Regions from separate parts of the Mus musculus genome. Here region 2 is linked to region 1. The links are chromatin contacts, called in public Hi-C maps. All regions are on one chromosome and are shown on one strand. The core of a region is the stretch at or near the end of the contact, and the rest is flanking DNA. Distances in the headings are between cores, read along the strand shown.

Region 1 (2,982 bases), core at 310-2,809:
ACTCCTACCATTCCTATTTGTATCTTTCCCTGGTTCATGAACTTTGTGCTTCATTTTGTGATTCATAATGTACCAGAGTCATCTGTGTGACTGTTAGATTAGCTGGAGTTCCCAAGTAGGGACACAGCAGAAGGCGGTGATCCTTGCTCCTTTCCCTGAATGTATCTGTAGGAAAAAGTCCAGCAGTGAAGGGGAAGTCTTGCTAAGTCTCTCTACCATCCTTGCCCAGCTGTCGATGGGAACATTTCTGTGCAGACCTGGTGCTGTCATTCATAGTTGTTGAGAGTTCAGGATTATAATTATTACTCAAAGGCTAGTGACAACTAGAAATATGCTTATAATAACATTATAGGAAAATAAATCTAATATTGCTGTAGTAACATACTCTAAGGTAAAACAGTCACTTGCATTAGAAAAACCATCCATTGATGAAAGTGAATAATTGGAAAGAAATGAAAAGAAGTACTATATATGTGGTATATATTCAAATCCATTATTAATCAAGGGATCCCAGATAATGAAGAGCCAGCTAAAATTAACGAATCCGGTTATGAGAAGGTCCGCAGTACAGGAAAGGACGAAGCTGAATGTGAGCCTTACTCCACGGTGACAATGCCAGCTTTGATGTCTACGGTGTGCTCTAGTGGGTCTTTTAAGATGATTTGGGTTAGCTAGATGTCATGGCTGATGCTTGTCCTTCTAGGACTGGAGAGCCTGAAGCAAGAAGATTGCTGTGAGTTGAAAGCCAGTACAGTCTGCATAAGAAAAACTATGTCTCAAAAATTAATAAATAAACAAATAAATAGATAATAAATATTATGTTTTAGCTTGATAATTAAATTTCTAGAAAATGGATATGAGAAAAGCATCACATATGTGAACCAAGATTTATATGAAAAAAGAATGGCCATTGTATGGTTTGGAATGGAACTTGATGTACTAACATAAATATTTAACATAAATATTAACATAGCTTCATAGACTTTCAAACTAATTCTAGAAAGTATTCTAATCACATCAAACGATAAAAATGTATTAATTATTCTCTATATTATTTTTCTATATATTCTATATATTTATATTCATATCTATATATCTGAATTTTAGTGAACTTTGGGCTGTTTTGACTTTCTCCTTTTGGTGAGCATCCCCAGATTTTTCCCAGAGTAGCATGTATTACAGTTAGAAATCTGTTCTGCCCTTCAAAATTAATATCTCAAGACACAAAGGTTTTTCTTTTGAGGCCGTGAGCGTATTGTCTAACTTAGGAAAGGAATCCTGTTTCTTTAAATTCAAGCTCTGTGTCAGAGCCACCACTGGGAGGGGGTGCTGAGTCCCCTTGGCCTCCCGTTAAGCAGCTTCCTGAAGGGACACCACCTGATCAAGCATCATTTCTTCAGATTTTTAATTTCAAAACATTTCACTTGGCAGAGGCCAACCAGGGAGCCCTGTTGGTAACTGCTGGTACTTGGCAAGAGCAGTGGAAACGCAGGAAGGCACAGAAGCACCCGAGCAAGCCAGAACACTTTAATCATCTCTGAGCAACAGGAGAGCCAAGATTTACAGGGGCCTCCCACCCCTAGGTGTAGGCAGAGGGACTCACTCCAGTGTGGCTGTGAGCTTTTTATGGTTGTGTTATCATTCGGAGAACAGACACAAAGGCAGAGAGAGGGGTGGGCGAGAAAGCGCATAACGCTTCTACACACTAAGCTTAATTTCAATATTGTTTCAGGCTCCTGGGGTCTCCTTATGAATAACTGTAAAATTCCATCATTTCGAAAATTAGTGGATCACAAGGAAAATCGCGTCTTAGAGGACTCTGCTGCTGTCAACGGGAATATTGGGAGTTTGCCCGCACATCGCTGCATGCTAAGTAGGCCTCCGGTTCAGGAAAAAGAGCTACAGAAAAATGATACGGGTTGAGGTCAACATTATCATTATTTCTTGCATCTGGCCGAAATGTATATTAAAAAAGAAAAGAAAAAGAGAGAAAACATGCAATTTCGAGAATATTCCTACAGTTGAAAGGTGACTGGAGGGTCATTAACCTATAGGATGGGTTTGAGCTCCATCGGGTAGGGTGGTCCACACACTAACAGCATCTGAATATAATATTTCTATAATCCCTTCCATTTCTGGATAAGATTCGGTTCTATTCCATAGCAAATCTACAGCTGTGCTATGTTCAGTGGCTATAAAACCATCCATCTGCGTAATCTGGAGGCAAAAAAAAAAAAAAAAAAAAAAAAAAATCCCTACAAAGACAAGCAGAGGGTCTGGGCAAATGATCTATCTTCATCTGTGCTGTTAACATCCTTCTCGCTGTTCTGGCCTGGTGAGGTAGATATCTTTTTGTGAAACCCACAGAGAGCCAGCTGTCTCTCCAAGTCCAACAAAAATCACACAGACAATTATATTTAGCATCTATCATCTCACACAGAACTACACAGTTTCATCTTACCTACTTTTTCTCATTTTAAGTTTACTAAACTTATTAGTACACAGACTACAAAACAATGGGAAGCCTGCCTTCACAGAGCATGGGAATCCAGGGTTCAGGGTGGGAGCCTTGATCCAGGGCTCTGGCTCTGATGGAAATGGACAGTTTGCCTGAGCATGTGTCTCTGACTTATTCCCTCCATTCTTTTTTATTTCCTTCCATTTTTTTGTGCTTCTGTTTTGACTTTTGTATTTCTCTTTTTCTATAATTTCCTTCTGAAAATACATTTTTATCAACTCTTTGAGAATTTAAAATATGTATGCAATGTAGTTTGATTAGATGAAGCCCCCACTCACCTCCCTAACTCTTCTTGGATCCACTCTTAACCATACACTTTCCCAGTCTCATGACCTCTGTCAGTTTTAATTTCTTTTGCTTTTAATAACTCACTAAATGAAGATTAAGTTTCTCCCAGACTCATGGATATGGTGCCATCCACTGGAGCACCATCAGTCTACCAAGGGCTACACTATTTATTCCAT
Region 2 (2,982 bases), core at 141-2,640, 610 kb after region 1:
ATTGTTTTTTCATCAGGAACTTCCTTGAAACGAAAGAATCATAATAATCCGCTAGCTTTAGAATGGGGGATGTTCAAAGAGAAGAGAGAGTGAAGCAAGGCAAGTAAGTGTGTGTGTGTGTGTGTGTGTGTGTGTGCTTATTAAAAGCCCCACTCTACACTTTATAGTGTACAGGCCTATCCACTTGACATTCCCCAAATAGAATAAACCATTTGCTAGAGGAAACTCACTAGAATATTCTGATCTTTGAGTTCCCTGACCTCAAAGCTTGCTGCTGCTACTGGCCTCTTCCCTCGAATAATAAGACAGCTAGTGTCTCAAAATCGAAACATATCTTTGTTCAAGTCCTGTTTCTAAGAAGCAGACATGACCAAAGGGGCAAAATAACCACATGTCCACTCCATGTGCAGGAAGGGAGGTTTGCAAAAGATGGGAGGGATTCCAGAGAGATGCCGAAAGGGATGTTTGGGTTCAATCTTTAAAAAAATTAAAATAAAAAAGCAAAAAGCAAAAATGAAGTAAAGAGCAAAAGACTGCTTTGGCACAGTTTGGACGGGTGTGAGAAGAAAAGGTCATCTTGAACCCCTTTGGAAGGCATCAGTTAAAATCTCAGTCAAGACCCTCAAATTGTCCAAGATCAGAAGTCATCCCATTTCAGCAGATTCCATGTTAAAATTTTGCCTTTCTCCAGTGATCTCATATAAACACGAGTGTTCATCAGGCGCGCCGGAGTCATTACTATTTATATTACCATACCCCGGCTGTGTGCAGTCAATTCATAAGCGTCCAGTTTTTCTAATTAATCACAAAAGATTTTTGTTTTGCCTGCAGCTAGTTCTGGGGTGACTCACGATGGCAAGCCAAAGCTCATACATCAAACACTGGCCCTTTCTCACTCTGGCCTTCTGCTCGGGAATGCAGTTCGGTGCTTCACCACCAAAAAAGGTGCAGACTGGGCATGCGCGGCCCCGGGCAGAGAAGACGCTTGCAGATCTGTCCTCTGCTGCGCCCGCCACTTGTTATTTTTATCTGATGCGTTCTCAGGCCAAATCAGATCCAGAGAGTGCAGCAAGGTTTCTAAATTCAGAGCTCTGCTGTTCTGTCTCCCTTTTTCCTCCTCTTCTGACATCCTGTTTTATCAAATCGGCCCAAGACCACAGCATTTCCAACAGAAGGACAGAGAACTATTTATTTTCATAGTCTTCAATCCTTTCAATGGTGGCCTTTTGTGAAGAGAATTTAAAAAAATAAAAAACAATGTCACCAAGAAATGGAGAAAATGCAAGATTCTGAATTTTCTCTTGCCAAATCCAGGTCATGATGGGCAGTAAGAATATCTATGCTGTGTGCAGTGGTTCTCACTCAAAGAATCCACGGTGAATTGTGGGTAGGTGACAGATGGAAAGGAGTCTCTGAAGATACCTTCTTCCTCCAGGATTGGGCCGGCGGAGGGGGGTGGTCAGAGCTACAGCTGGTTTGAGTCGGGACAGCCATGTACATCTTACACAAATGAACACAGAGCCACCAGTGGAAAGAGGCCGCCACTGTCTTGTGTATAATGCATTGCGTGAGATGAAATTCTGTTAAGATCAACCCAAGTGGAAGACTTGTACTGATCATGTTCTGTCTGGGTTGGCACTGGCCTCCTCGTGGAGAAAGTCCGGTAGTTCTCCAAATCTTCGGGATACTCTAGAGATGTCTGGCAACTTCTAGAAACTGATGCTACATACAGCCAGCCTTCAATAGCCATGGAAGCCACACTCATGGATTCAGCCAACTGCAGAAAAAAAAAAAGTATTCAGGGAGAACTCTGCATCCCACTGAATGCTTGAAGGTTTTCTTTCTATTCTGGAGTGTAGAGGTTTAAACCCAGATAAATGCTCTATCACTGAGCTACATCCCCAACCTCTCTGATTGTATTTGTTTTGTTTTGTTTTTACCATTTCCCTAACATATACAGTATAACAGTTCCTACATACTTGTTGTATATTGGGTATTGAAAGCATACAGAAGGATATGTGTAGGTCATGTGCAAATACCATCATTTTGTAGGAAAGACTTGAGCACTTGCAAGTCTGGGTCCACAAGGGAGATCATGGGGCCAGTCCTCTGCAGATGCTCAGGAACAACTGTGCTCTGTCATTAGCTTTGCTCCTCTTCTGTGCTCACTAATGTTCTGCATGTGGCACCTCTGCTAACCAGTCTCCCCAGGCATTTGCTTCTTGCCCACACCTACCATGAATATCTCCACCGGAGAATTCCGTTCTCTTTTTCTATTCGCCCATAAAAGCCACACTGGGCATCCCACCCACTACCAGCCTTGTTTATATCCCTACCTGATTCCCCAAGGTGACAGAGCAGACTCCTAGCTCCTGCTTCTTTCTTGATGCTTCTCCAGGTGAAGAGAAGCATAAATGGTATAGAATAGAATACATAAATAGAATAACTTTCACCGGTGAAGGATAAGGGTCACGGAATATCATGTTCCACCTTTGCCTTCCAAGATCCTAGCCATTTTAAGGTGTTTAACTACCCACTCTCTCACAAGTGACCGACTCTCTCGGCAGAGCTAGGACTCTCAGGCCAGCCCCACATTCCTCGAATACAGATGAGTGTTGTTGTGCATTTCTTTTTGAATCATAATTACAACAAAAATAAAAAATGCTGTTATTATCTCCTAATTAGGGAAGGCCAAACATACCTGGATCTGGGTTTGGGCTTTTCCCCTCTTCTAAAGCATATTTGCATATGTAAGGGGTCTGGGTGGGGTGAGGGACATCAAAGGACATCTGCTGGTTTGATCTAATTAGTCTATTTTTCCTTCTCTCCCAAAACACTGGAGAAGGGAAATTCCAGACAGATCTTGAATCTCTGTGAAGTAAAACAGTTTCTTGGACAAGGAGATGTAAATTTTCTTTAACACACTAGCCACCTAGCTAACAACCAAAAGTCCCCAGTCCTGGACTCCGTATTTCATTCACA

What was found. A called contact is a pair of places that touch in the nucleus more often than the background predicts.
Region 2: a contact with region 1 is called in a Hi-C map of cerebral cortex, with 5 times the contacts expected there. The contact joins two enhancer-like sites. A contact is called at or near these places in 1 of 484 Hi-C or Micro-C datasets (cerebral cortex) and 1 of 9 other capture datasets (embryonic stem cells).

What each region holds. Positions count from the first base shown.
Region 1 is chr13:40,035,727-40,038,708 of GRCm38.p6, forward strand. The region is part of intron 16 of Ofcc1 (orofacial cleft 1 candidate 1); the gene reads right to left. Among named protein-coding and RNA genes, the nearest start is that of Gm40924, 110 kb to the left of the region's middle. Within about 2 kb of position 1,560, at least 15 of the 459 cell types and tissues checked have an H3K27ac peak or open chromatin away from gene starts, as enhancers often do. A contact at or near this core is called in cerebral cortex, where this site is marked.
Region 2 is chr13:40,650,376-40,653,357 of GRCm38.p6, forward strand. No RefSeq gene overlaps it. Among named protein-coding and RNA genes, the nearest start is that of Gm26688, 76 kb to the right of the region's middle. Within about 2 kb of position 1,391, at least 62 of the 459 cell types and tissues checked have an H3K27ac peak or open chromatin away from gene starts, as enhancers often do. A contact at or near this core is called in cerebral cortex, where this site is marked.